Linked DNA regions of Mus musculus: region 2 is linked to region 1. The links are chromatin contacts, called in public HiChIP or PLAC-seq maps. All regions are on one chromosome and are shown on one strand. The core of a region is the stretch at or near the end of the contact, and the rest is flanking DNA. Distances in the headings are between cores, read along the strand shown. Region 1 holds the start of Nus1 (NUS1 dehydrodolichyl diphosphate synthase subunit). Region 2 overlaps Slc35f1 (solute carrier family 35, member F1).

Region 1 (7,027 bases), core at 2,770-5,269:
TAACAAACCATCCATCTTTCATCTCTCTAGTCCTTTTGTTCACTCTTCTTAATTATCTATAAACTGATATTTTTTTATCAAAGCAAAATGGTTTCATCTGGCATACACATATTATTTGTTCAATGTGATAATTAAGTTAAATAATGCATTTTTTAAATAATGCATTTTATAAGTGAAAAGTAAAGAAAAATTAAATCTGTGATATTTGGAACTTCAAATCTATCTGAGGCTGCATAACTCTACATTAGTGTTTGTTTCTGGTCAAATTTAGAATATATTAGGTTAAATCAAGACTTTTATTTCTGAAATCCAAATTCCCTTAAAAGGTGACATTGCTGCCTTTGGGGGTGGGGGTGGGGGTGGGCAATAACAAAATAAGAGGATGCAGCATGAGGCATCACTGTGACTTTTCTTTTTCTTTTTTTCTTTTCTTTCTCTTTTTCTTTTCTTTTTCTTTCTTTTTTTCTTTTTTAGGCCCAGGGACAATGACATTTTACATATTCCACAATTGTTTCTTGCAAATATGAGTTGTTTTTATTTTATTTTATTTTATTAGATATTTTCCTTATTTACATTTCAAATGCTATCCTGAAAGTTCCCTATACCTTCCCCCTGCCCTGCTCCTCTACTCACCCACTCCCACTTCTTGGCCCTGGAGTTCCCCTGTACTGGAGCATATAAAGTTTGCAAGACCAAGGAGCCTCTCTTCCCAATGATGGCCGACTAGGCTATCTTCTGCTACATATGCAGCTAGAGACACAAGCTCTGGGGGTACTGGTTAGTTCATATTGTTGTTCCACCTATGGGGTTGCAGACCCCTTTAGCTCCTTGGGAACTTTCTCTAGCTCCTCCATTGGGGGCCCTGTGTTCCGTTCTATATATGACTGTGAGCATCCACTTCTGCACTGGCATAGCCTCACAAGAGACAGCTATATCAGGGTCTCTTCAGCAAAATCTTGCTAACATATGCAATAGTGTCTGGGTTTGGTGGCTGATTATGGGATGGATCCATGGGTGGGGTAGTCTCTGGATAGTCCATCCTTTTGTCTTAGCTCCAAACTTTGTGTCTGTAACTCCTTTCATGGGTAATTTGTTCCCTATTCTTCGGAGGAATGGTAGTTCAGAATAGCAGCTGAGCGTGAGAGACATTCTCCGAGGGCAGAGACGGGCCAGAGTTTGGGAAACACTGCCAGATGAAGATTCACAGTGTTTTGCCGTGCTGTGCCACTGTATCTTGGATGCGCTTTTACTATTGCCCCAATCTAATGAGGCAAAACTGTACCCACACATCTAATTAGACAAGGTGCACTTATTATAGGTAGGCAGAAGGAGACAACAGAAGTCTAGGACTCCAAAAAATCTGTCCAGAGAGAATGGAATTTTCTCTTTTCTTTTCTTTTCTTTTCTTTTCTTTTCTTTTCTTTTCTTTTCTTTTCCTTTCTTTTCTTTTCTTTTCTTTCTTTTTAAAAAATATCTTATTTTAATTAATTTTTTCTTTTCTTTTTAAAAAAAACATGTATTTATTTATTATATATAAGCATACTGTAGCTGTTTTCAGACACACCAGAAGAGGACATCTGATCTCATTATAGATGGTTGTGAGCTACCATGTGATTGTGGGGTTTGAACTCAGGACCTTTAGAAGAACAGTCAGTGCTCTTAACCACTGAGCCATCTCTCCAGCTCTCGAATCTCTTTTTCAAATATCTCATTTCCACTGTAGATGAGGCACCACAGAAAGTGGCCTGTGCAGAACTTTATAATCTGGACTGCTTGCTAGGTGCTGAAGAACATCATTTCTACCGGAGTATTAGAATAAAGACCCAGTTGTTGAGGCTAGTACTTCAGTGTCCTAAGATGTTACATTCTAAACACATTTACAGTTATTTCTGAGAACTCTAGGGAAGCAGGAGAACTATGTCAGTCCAAAGTGACACAGAGAACTGTCCTGCATAAGACAATTCTGTCCCTAGTCTACTGAGAGCCACAAAAGCAGCATAGTGGTCCTCCACTGCTCTATCCCATTAGGAAGCTGAACATCCTTAGTATAAGAGAATCGCCTACCTGCTTCAGCTATTTTAGAAGGAAATCGGCTGCCTAGAGGTAAAGGATCCATGAGACTAATGGCTTTAATCTTGCCAGAGTAGGGAGCATGAGAGCAAAGAGCTAAGCACATCAAAGAAACATGATAGGGTGGCAGCTGGGATGGTCAGGTTTGGTGCCTCTGGGACAGTCAGCTAGGTCTCAGTGAGTGTCTAGCAGCTTCCCTAGGACATCATCTGGGCTGTAGAACATTAAGCTGCAGCCAGTGCAGAAGACTGCATTTTGCTGTTGTTCATGGTCTTCCCCCTCTTCCACTACTTTATCTACTCTCAGAAGAGCTATGGCTATCAGACCAAGAGGGAGAGAAGTGTGTAGGGCGTGCCTCAGCCTTAGCTGACACTTGTAAATGTCTCTTTTATTTCCTCAGAGGAAGGGATGAGATGAGAGCTGTACCCAGGTTATATGGATACATGGCTTGGAATGAACCCAGAGTGTTTCCTTCTCTGTTCTAAATATCCCTAGATCTATGCCTGGAACCTTCTAGCCTCCATACAATCTAATCTTCTGAGCTGACTGATTCAATCTGGCTTCTTACTGAATTGCTCTGACTGGCTTCATACTAACTTTGGCAATATGTTCTAATATGTTCTGACTCTCATTCTCTGACTCATTCTGTCTTCACTTGTATCTAGTTTGTTCCCTCTGTAACCTATCTCAGTAAAACTGTTTTTGTAAAACTGCCATACACATATACTACCCACCTCCCCACTCCACCTCTCTCTCTCTCTCTCTCTCTCTCTCTCTCTCTCTCTCTCTCCTCCCTCCCATAACTAGCATCTGTTTCCTGTCTGTTTTTCTGTGAGTTGGACGTATCCTATCTCTCACTCAATTTTTTTCCTGATTCATAACTTTGCCCTTCAATTAAACATCAATTTCAAACATGGATGCTTCCTTCAACAAACTAGCCTTATCTTCATTGTCAGGGATTACAGGTATGTGCTAAGGGAGTGTGTGTATTCCAGCCAGATCATACTGTAATCCAGTGTGGATCATGGCCAGATCATATCTTTGGCTACGGTTATTGAGAGGAGCCATGTTGCCCAATTAAAATTCCTCCACAGGCATTTCCTGCCAAAGGCAACAAAACTTGCAGATGGACATGAGACTCACGTTTTAAACTAAAGCAAAGCAATTCTTACAGAAATGAGACCAATTAAAACAGGTGACAATGGCCAAAACATTAAGGCCTGTAGACATTTCCTAATGGGAAAAGGGGCTATACAGTAAAAAATATGTCTGTATTACACAGATCCAACTGTATCTGGGCACTGATTCTCTTCTCAGAGTGGCCACATTGAATCAGTTTCGCTTTTCTGTATTTACCTTCTATTGTGTCATTGGTCTATGAAGGACAGGTGGCAGAGCTTGATTTGTTAGGGACCCTAACAGTGTCAGACCCTAACAGTCTGTTTCCAGGTCCTATGCTGTAGGACTTCATTCCCATTCTGGGACGTTCTATTCTCGTCGGAAGATTGGACAAAGAACTGTGATGAGACCTCTCCAAGAACACTTGAGCCTTTGGGGACAAGAACACTTCTGTTTGGGGACCGTGGTCGATTTCCAGCATCTACACTTGCTGATGCGGTGGTGGATTCTCTCTGTGTAACTTCCAGTTCATTTAGATTGCTTTTAACTCCTTGGGAATCGTTTCTGTCATGGCCGTGAGGGGGAGATAGGCAACAAATCTCAAGCTGCAGATCCTCCCCTCAGTCTGAGGAACAGCCCAATCATTCCATAGGAGAAAGGCTAGAGGCGTTGGCGCGTCGCCCTCCTCATCCCCAGGGGGCGCCAGCGGCCCGGAGCCAGCCTCATTCTCAAGCGCACGCTCTCTTTAGCAGTGCGGTGGCGGCTCCAGCCACGACTCCCGGTCGCGTCGGAGTTCCCCGGCAGCCAATCAGAACTCTCCATGTACTAACGGGGGCGGGGCTGCGGAGGGCGGAGGAAGATGGCGGCGGGGGCTAGGTGAGGTGTTGGCAGTGGCGAGGGGCTCGGGCGCGGGGGGTGGGGGGACGCGGAGCGATGGCCCGCGCCGGCCGCTGGGGCGGATAAGACCCTGTCGCGCCGCGGGTGTGGGCCGGAGGGAGGTGACGGTGCCCGAGCGCCACAGGAGTATGACGGGGCTGTACGAGCTGGTGTGGCGGGTGCTGCACGCGCTGCTCTGCCTGCACCTCACGCTCACCTCCTGGCTCCGCGTTCGCTTCGGCACCTGGAACTGGATCTGGCGGCGCTGCTGTCGCGCCGCCTCCGCCGCGGTCCTAGCGCCGCTCGGCTTCACGCTCCGCAAGCCCCGGGCCGTCGGCAGGAACCGGCGTCATCACCGGCACCCGCACGGGGGACCGGGACCGGGACCGGGACCGGCCGCCACCCATCCTCGGCTGCGCTGGCGCGCGGACGTCCGGTCCCTGCAGAAGCTGCCGGTGCACATGGGCCTGTTGGTCACGGAGGAAGTGCAGGAGCCCAGCTTCTCAGACATCGCCAGCCTCGTGGTGTGGTGTATGGCCGTGGGGATCTCCTACATTAGCGTCTACGACCACCAAGGTGAGGCCGGGTGGGAGGTGGGGTGACCGAGGCACTTCCGAGTCTGAGGACTACGTTTCTAGCTAGTTTGTTCCCGGTCGTCCTGCGAGGCCGCCGCCCTCTCCAGGCCCTGCGAGTTTCGGTAGCCCTTGGCCCTTACACTGTGCTGGTGCTTTCGAGGAAGGGAGATCAGTCTTATTGAACGTTGACGTTGACAAAGTCTTTAGATTTGGTTAGTGTTTGTAACATGTAAAAGATATTTAATGTAGTCCGTTAAGGGAGGTGGTTTTCTCTGGCTTTGTTTCACGAAAGAGGGAGCTGACGTTCAGAACATTAACTGATTTGCCCAAGGTCATAAAAGTAACGGGGAGTTAACCAGTCTGTGCGCTCTTCAAAGTGTCTCTTCAAGGGGGTTCAATGAACTCATCTTAAGGGCGACCAAGCAGTGGCGGCTTTATACGTGAGCTGCATTGTAGGATTTCCAAATGAGCTCTCTTGGAGTTAGGTGGCATTTGAATGGGGTTTCTGAAAAGTGTGTGAGAGTTTTGATAGGCCTGGAAAAAGGCCTGAAATCACGTGTTGCCATTTCACCTTAGAGGCCAGTACAGTACTAGATACACTTGTGTTCCTTCAAGTAATCAAGGCAGTGGATTTCACCACGGGTTTGTTAAGGACAGAACTCAACACTTACTGCATGACAAGCCTAAAGCGTTAGTTATAATGGCAAATATATTTCTTGGAATTTTGCCTTCGTCTCAGGCTGGAGGGGAGAAAGGGACACACTCACAGAGGTGATGGATGACATTTGGGGAGTGTTTCTACTAGAAAGGAGATTCTGAAAGGAGGAACTTGAGAGTTGGGGTAGAGGAGATGAAATGTTAGTAGGGGATTGAAGACCAGGAGCGAGATAAAGAGGAGGCTCTAAATGTCAGCCTTGCATTTCCGTCAAGTCTAAGTGCCTTGGTGTTTCCTTAAAGCTAGAGATGGGCTGAGTAGGGTGAGTCAGGAGGATTGGTATGCAGGAAAGAAAAATGACGGCTTTCTTCTCCGGTAAACTGCCTGCATGCTCCGGAGAAGCAATTTTGAGTTTTGCCTTTAAATCTTTGTCAGCTATGTATTTGAGTTTGGGGTTTGGTTGGGGTAATAGTAACCTCTGACTACTTTATTCTCTTTTACAGCTAGCAAGGAGGATGACTCCCCAGGAGTCTGTCATCTGAAGTGATAATTTGCCCTATAGGGTAAAGTGCAATATATTCAGAGACTGACAATACAGAGTTTCCCGAAGGACTCATGAAACCAGTAGAAGTCTAGGAGGCGACATGGCCCTTGCCTGACCCAGTGCAGTCAGTAGTGTGGGATATAATAAGACAATAAAAAAGGAAATCAAAGGCATTAAGTAACGTGGATTGACGTACATCCAGTAGGAAGGAAAGCTAGAGCTGAGTTGTTTGACAAGACTGCTTCCAAGCAGGAGTTCACAATACATCCACACTTCCTTGTTCCTGCAGTTCCTGTTACTCAATTTCTGGTGTGATTCAAGTCCTGTGTCATATGCTCTTTGAGGGAAAATTATTAGCAAGGAAAAGAAGCCAACTTAAGCCAAGTTTTGACCTAGAACTAAATGGGGATTTAAGGGGCATTTTTTTTTTTTAACTGAATAGACTTCAAGGATTCTGTGTGCTTCTGTAGAAGCACTTTGTTTTAAAGGCCATAATTTCATAGTTTGAATAAGAGATCTTTACATATCCTGGCTTTTGACTGGTTCTTTCTTTCAGCAAGCCCAAGTTGGGTGTATATGAAATAGCATAGCTTTCTAAGCATGAGAAAGCATGCAGGAGTCAATGAGAACAGAACATAACGAATACATCTAATATAAGTGTGCTGGACAATTTATAGTTTTAGACACACAATGGGGAAAAGATAGGGGAGGGGAGAGGAGGTGATAGCCGGAAGGGAAAGCTCAGGTTTGAAAGTACAGAGAGACCTTGGAATAGGTAAAGGTGTTTAAACGTTCTTCTGTTTCCTCTAGTATGCCTCTATTTAAGATTGTTTTGCTATAGATATTTAGAAAAGTTTTTGTGTATTGACATGTACATAAACGAGAAAACTTTCAAGGAGGGATAGCTACTATATATCAATGCAGACCCATATGTAAGTCGTGACAAATGAGTACGAAAGACCAGGGAGAGAAACGGGGAAATCCCCTTGAAGTGCTGTTGTCCCCCGGTGGCTCTAGGAAGAAGGGAAAGTGACCTTTGCATTGGAACTCCCAAAGGTACATAGGATTAGGAGCTCAAACACTCCCTTGTCCCTCCCTATATGTGAATTGGAAATGCCACCTCTTTGGTGGCTTTCCCATTAGATTTTCCTTAACGTGTTGAATTGGTCATTGGGAACAGTGAGTATA
Region 2 (7,027 bases), core at 1,195-3,694, 330 kb after region 1:
GAACTGCAGCCATGGCTGTGTACTCTGTTGTGCTGTCCCTCTGGTCCATAGCAGTAAGACCAACAGTTTGATAGTTTTGTTGTTGAACATAACTGAGCACCATTTACCAAGTACTGTAGGGTAGGTGCTATGGAAGATCCGTGTCTTGCAAAGACACCTACTCTCAAGGAGGCTTACCCATCAGGGGAATGATCCCAGATGAATGCATGTGACACTGGCCATTGACTTAGTTAAAGTATTCCTGGCACAGGTAATAATAAATTCAAGCAAATGACGAGATTCCAAGGTACGACTACTCTGGTGAAGATAAAAAAGTCATCTAAAACAACTTTGAGGCTTTATAGTAAACATGATTAAAATCTTTAATTTGAAAATGTGCACTGTTGAAATTATAATTTCTTAAATTACAGTTAAGACACAGAAGAAAGCAGGTGTTGAGACTTCAATGTTGATAAATACAGGAACTTCAAGTAGTCAAAGCCTTTCATGGAAGTGGAAATATTTTCCCCCAATTCTTTAGCATAAACTGAAAGAATATATTTTAAAATATGTCTAACCTAAAAGAAAAATCATAGATATGCACAAGTGAGTGAATTAATTTACTATTTATTTCTGTCTAGATGTTCTATTTTTAGACTCCAATGGAAATATTTCCTTTCATATGGAATTTTTCTCAGAAGTGTGAATGTTATCTATAAAAATAATGATTTGTAGGGTTCATCCATAGTCCAGAATCCTCCCAAGTCAGAGTAAGGGGGCTTGGGCTTTGGAGTAAGATTGGACAAGTCTACAAGGTTTAGAGATAAAATTCAGTGCTGGGGACTGGAGAGATGGCTCAGCAGTTAAGAGCTCAGACTGCTCTTCCAAAGGTTCTGAGTTCAATTCTCAGCAACCACATGGTGGCTCACAACCATCTGTAATGGGATCAGATGCCCTCTTCTGGTGTATCTGAAGACAGCAAGAATGTACTCACATAAAATAAATAAATTAAAAAAAATTCAGTGCCAGGCTGGAGAGATGACTCAGCAGTTAAGAACACTGTCTATTCTTCCAGGGGACCCAGGTTCAATTTCCAGCACCACATGGTAACTCATGACCATCTATAACTTTAGTTCCAGGGGCTCAGAGGCCCCATGGTGCACCCACACACATTCAGGCAAAAGATCCAGATATATAAAATTAAAATAAAAACAGTACAGAGCCTAAAATGAAAGAATACAATCTGCTCCTTCTTAGGCAGAAAAACCAACAGACAAAGGAGGTTGTAACAGAATGAGTAAAGGACTGTTTGCTGAGTTTAAGACAGAAAGGGTGACTTATCATACAGACTGTCTGGATTAAAACCATTTTCAAGATAGAAAACACTGGCTGGAAACTTAACCTTGTGATCACATTTTATCAGGGAATATAACAGATGGGGAGGCAGGGACAGGTATGATCTAAATAACAGTATTCAATATGAACCCATAAAGAAATGTATGACAAAAATAAAAAAGGAGAAAATGAAATTTATAAAGTCTTATGATTGATCTCACTTAATGGAATCAAAGACAGTGGGAAAAGTTCGGAGTATTGTGTCTTATACATACGATGATTTTAAGGAAGCACAAAAATATCTAAAAAGGAACAGACTACATTTTTGCAGGTTTGAAAGGCATGCTGTGATCTCCTTTCTTTCTTTCTTTCTTTCTTTCTTTCTTTCTTTCTTTCTTTCTTTCTTTCTTTCTTTCCTTCCTTCCTTCCTTCCTTCCTTCCTTTCTTTCTTTCTTTCTTTCTTTCTCTCTCTCTTTCTCTTTCTCTCTCTTTCTTTCTTTCTTTCTTTCTTTCTTTCTTTCTTCTTTCCTTCCTTCTTTCCATCTTTCTTTTTCCTTCCTCCTTTCTTTCTTTCTTTCTTTCTTTCTTTCTTTCTTTCTTTCTTTCTCTCTCTCTTTCTCTTTCTCTCTCTCTCTTTCTTTCTTTCTTTCTTCTTTCCTTCCTTCTTTCCATCTTCCTCCTTTCTTTCTTTCTCTCTTTCTTTCTTTCTTTCTTTCTTTCTTTCTTTCTTTCTTTCTTTCTTTCTTTCACATTCCTGTATTATCTAAAACAAAAAACAAATAAACAAACAAACAAAAAACCCAGAAACTAAAACAAAACAAAACAAAACTGTGAATATTCACCAGCTTGCTTCTTTGTATAGTGTAGGCCCAGCAATGCGCCCAGGGTAAGGGACCTGGAAAAGACCCTTTTGCAGACCTAAGACTCTGTTCAAAGACCCCCACAGGAATGCTCTTTTTGCCAGAATCCTAATCTCTGTAGAAAACCTAGGTGCAATCAGAGAGCATGGAAGAGGAAGTCCAGAGACACGGAATGGGACTGTGCCCTGATTGCCAAGGGCAGTGCCTAAACATGAAGCCCCTGGGATTCCCCAGGGAGCCCCTGCCTGAGGAATGCAAGGCTTCTGAAAAGAGCCTCACAGTGCAGCTGGGCGTGAATGTTACTTGGACTGTGCTTGCCAGCCGGTGGCCAGCCTCATGCTGCGTCCTTCTGCAGAGCTGCCATCTGCTGCAGCCTTAATGAATGAAGCGCTCCCTGCCCACCCACCCCCCCTTTTTTTGACAGAACAATAGCTTCAGTGATGAAACCTGCATTCCGATAGATTGAGTCTTTTGCTCAGCCTTGTGTGTGTGAGGGGCGAAGGGGATAGAGAAGAGACTGTGTGTCTGAGTCTCCTCAGATTGGCCATGACTTATTTCCAATGGAGCATTGATGGACATTGTTGAGAAGGTTAATGTTTTATCTTTGCTTTTAATTGGAATGTTCGATCAACTTTGCTCTGGGGACCTGTGCTGCTCCGTGTGCGCTCTTCCTTCTCTACATTGTGTGTATCTGGTTTTTGTTTTGTTTTGTTTTTGTTTTTTGTTTTGTTTTGTTTTGTTTTTTTCTGTAGCCTGTCCATTTCAGAACACTAACTAGTAAATTTGCTTCATTCAGGAATGCTGGTGAAGTAAAGATTTACAAGATAAAATATTTAAGAGGATTTCCCCCTTCTCCCCTTTCCTAAATCAGCTGACATTAACTTCAGCTGGTTAATCTTCTTCCTTGGCAGTCCGTGTCTTTAAAGCCATCTTGCTACCTTTGATCCAGTTCACAGGGTGAACTCTCTGCAGTAGTTGTCAATATTTCCTTACCCTGTGGGGTTCATCAGACTCAGGGCAGAATCTTCTTAATTACAAAGGAGAGAAAGAAACATGCAAAAGACAGATCAAAAACTTTGCCAAGGGAAGATTGATTTTGGTCTTTGGATTAATCATTCCTTAGAAACTGAAAATCCCGTTTCCCCTGTAGATAACGGCCCTGTGGTTATAATCTTTAGCCTCCCACAGCTAAAGGAGGATCTACTTTTTGGGGGGGGGGGGAATTGAAGATTGTCTATTGAACTCATTGAGCTCATCTTACTTTCTGATTTTTCAAGAAAAATAATGATGTTTCCAATTAAATAGTACCCAGAACCTCCATGTGCAAACCCAGCTCTGGTGGGTGTGGAGAGAAGTTGGCAGAAAGTGGATGAAGGCTTGCTCCTTGCTGATCATGTTCACAGGCTGTGCTGGACAGAGTTTATAATGATATTCACCACAGGCATTTACTTACTCTGGATGAGGCTCCGCTAAACCTTAGGAGAAAGTAGATGCCATTTAATTAGTACTTCTCCTTTCGTTCTGCGTCCCCAGTGTGTGTAGGAAAGCTACTTTATACCTTCACTGGGGTGCCTTTCTGGTTAGAAGGCAGAAGATAGAATAAGTGGGAGCTAAAAATCCCCTCCATCCTAAAAATGAGAGGGAAAATACACTTGTTGGATTGCCACTTGGGAGAGTTGAGTCCTTTGTACCTAATTGTCAACCTTAAGATTGGTAAGACCTGTGTGCTTATATCTTTACTGATGTATTTGTAAGCATGCATTTACCTAAATATGTTTTATATACAAATATATTTGTGTATATAAACATAAAACTTGTCTGAATCTTACATAGTTCATCCTGATGTGTGTGTGTGTGTGTGTGCGCATGTGCACTCACACACACACACACAAGGTGGTAGATGACACATGGGCCCCTGAGTTTCATTTTTGTAAATCCTATTTGCAAACACTAAAAAAAAAAAAAAAAAAAAGAAAGAAAGAAAGAAAAAACTTTTATAGATCTTATTTTATAGTTTAGGCTTATCATCAAAACCTCACCAAATACAAAAGTTGTCCATATTTTCAGGTAGATATAGGCCAGGGCCTAGACCAGTAGGCCAAGAATGTAGGCATTATAAATCTTTTATGTGAACATTTCTAAGTTCACTACTACTTGCGTGATCTCAGCCAGTCTGGACATAGGAGGCCATTCACATCTCCAATAAGGCCTCTTGGGAAGATACAGGAGGGTGTGGATGACCTGTCGTTCTCGCAGTGGGTCGGAAGTGGGTGATTTATTGCTATAGTCTGGATTGTTTTGCAAGGGAAGCAGAACATTTCAGTGTAGTTATGTGCAGCAAGTATCAACCAGGGCATATGTGGTTCTTGATGTCTCCTGAGTATCTATGGATGAAGATTCTCAGCCTTCCAGATTTCAAAGTATAGCCTTAAGTGCTACTAAGAATTATGAGGACATTAATAAGTCCAGGTAATAAAAGCTATCTGAATTTTCTCAAGCTTGAGCCTCATGCAAATATTAGGGAGCTACAATGGCTTTAACCTCACCATAAACTATAAAAGTAGTACAGGGAAAAGAGCCATTCAGTGGTGAACAAGCTAAATAAAGTAACTGAGAGATCAAGGGGTTTGTTTGTTTTCCAATCCTTTGTTAATTGACTGTATACAGAATACAATTTATCTTTTAGATGACCTTGACTTTGTTAAGTTAAACAGTTAAAAATCACTTCTCACTGGTAATAATTTTAAAATATGTTTTCAATTGAAATAGAACTACTTCACTTTTCCCCATTCCTTTGCCCCTTGCAGTCTCTCCAAGCCACTTTCCTTCAAACCCTTCTCATGCCTAGCCCCACTCTCAAGTTGATAGCCTCATCTTCTTTATTATATACATATGCATGTGTATATCTATACATATATGCACATATACATATATGTGTGAGCATGTGTAATTTATTGAGTTCAGTTTTGTTGTTTATGTGTACTTGTTTTCAAGGCTAACCTTTAATGGACAACCAGTGAGAGCGTTCATTACTGGGAGAGGCTAATGAATTTCTTCTCATACAAATATTAGCGAGCTACATTAGTTTCCTACTTTCAGCAGTCATTAGTTTCCTATAGCTCTTTGTCAAATGGTGTGACTCCACGAACGTTTCTCCTCCTCATACTAACATGTCCATCGATGTTGCCCTTTTCCTGGTCTTGCTGATGCAGCCATTTCTAGGAGCGTCTGTTTCACAACAGGCTTCTTGGTAGTTTGGCTCTCACAATTTTCCCACCTCCTGTGTTGTGATGTTCCCCGAGCCACAGAGGTATGAGCTGTGATATAGATGTATCTTTTGGGACTGGGATTTCCATAATCTTTTGCTCTCTGCATTGCATCCTAGTGTGGTTTTCTGTGATGATCTCCATTTGCTGTAACCAGAAACTTTCTACATCAGTGGTGGTGCTTACACTAATCTGTGGGTATAAGAATAAGATTTAGAATGTAGTAAGGAATTGTGCTGATCTAGCAAAGTGGTAGATTCTTTTCTAAGGTCAATGACTTCACTAGCCCCGGGGAAGCTGGTTAGGTTTTCCTCCCGTTGAGTGGGCCTTAAGTTCAATTAGACAACAGTTGGTTGACACTAACACGTGAGTGCCACTTGTTTCACCTTTATGAACATCTTGACCTTTTGATAATTGTCATGGTGTATAGATGTTGCAGCTGGGTAGGATTGTTTAGTTGCTTCCCACCTTTGGCAGCTTGCCTTGTATTTTCTGATACCATGAAAGCAAGACCCCAGGAAAGAGGCTTTAAGGGCAGAACCAGCTTGAAACACCTGAGTGTCCTGTATATCCAGTGTCTTCAGCACTGTCTTCAGCACCACGAGCTCCAGCAGTCACTTGGACTACCCTGTCCAACCATTTGAAAAGATGGTTTCTTGGGCTTGGTGCTGAGGTTTTTTTGTCGTTGATTCTTGTGGGAACATAACATTCTCTTTTAAAATGTCACCAGTATGATGCTACCCAAACCACATCTGCAACATTTTCAAGTCCAGAAACAGTGACTGTAGTCAGAAGTGACTCTCTTAGATAGATGTGTTCGTTCCAAACCCAAAGCTTCCAAATGATGGATTTTGTATTCATATGTCTGGTAATCCAGGCTGAGATATAAGGAACAGAAAACTATTTCTCAGCTTTCTCATGGATATAAATGATCAAATAAGGAAGAAACATAGAGATGACCTCAAAATTTTCATGTTCATTGAATATTAAAATATACTCAGTATAAACTCTGGAATATTAAATATATTTTAATTCTTTGAAAATATTAGATGACTCATATATAATTTATTTTGAACTCTTCATTAGCTTTAAATATTAAATTAAGCCTCACAATCCATTCTCAGATTGTCCCAAGTATCATCTGTCACTTTCAAATCTTGTCATGAGAAAATTCTTTCTTATTAAACACATTTTTATGCATTTGGTTGACTAAGACTGGAAGATGATATTTGTATCACTTAATATATAATAAAATCTTGATGATATTTCATATCTTGGGGTTGAAAAGTCTGTATCTTAGAGTTTTAAAATTTTCTATTGCAAGAAGAACTATTTGTTAGGATTTGCAAGCACAGGCTAGTACTTGAATTGCATTTCTGACATGTATTTGCTCACCAGAGTATATCCAGGATCCCCAGATCTTCGGTCCAAAACTAAACACAGAAACTACTGTCTAGTGTGTGATCTGACAGTAGACATGAGAAATGGATTCATCTTCGGAGCTGCACCTGACCCACTCTAGCAGATTTCACACCCGAAGCTGACATAGCACTTAGCAGAAGTTTGGTAGAACTTTTTCCGGGATAA

What was found. HiChIP or PLAC-seq counts read pairs in DNA pulled down with a chosen protein or histone mark.
Region 2: an H3K27ac HiChIP or PLAC-seq map of epiblast stem cells shows a contact between it and region 1. The contact joins the enhancer-like site here to the promoter of Nus1 in region 1. A contact is called at or near these places in 1 of 39 promoter capture datasets (hippocampal neurons) and 4 of 115 datasets of contacts at active chromatin or transcription factors (astrocytes, epiblast stem cells, forebrain and 1 more).

The regions. Positions count from the first base shown.
Region 1 is chr10:52,413,528-52,420,554 of GRCm38.p6, forward strand. It overlaps Nus1 (NUS1 dehydrodolichyl diphosphate synthase subunit), which reads left to right and starts at 4,020. Exons shown (of 5, transcript NM_030250.2): 1 at 4,020-4,641. The coding sequence starts at 4,215.
Region 2 is chr10:52,740,392-52,747,418 of GRCm38.p6, forward strand. All of the region lies in intron 1 of Slc35f1 (solute carrier family 35, member F1), which reads left to right. Among named protein-coding and RNA genes, the nearest start is that of Slc35f1, 53 kb to the left of the region's middle. RefSeq lists an enhancer at 1,421-4,763. Within about 2 kb of position 2,445, at least 45 of the 459 cell types and tissues checked have an H3K27ac peak or open chromatin away from gene starts, as enhancers often do. A contact at or near this core is called in astrocytes, epiblast stem cells and kidney, where this site is marked.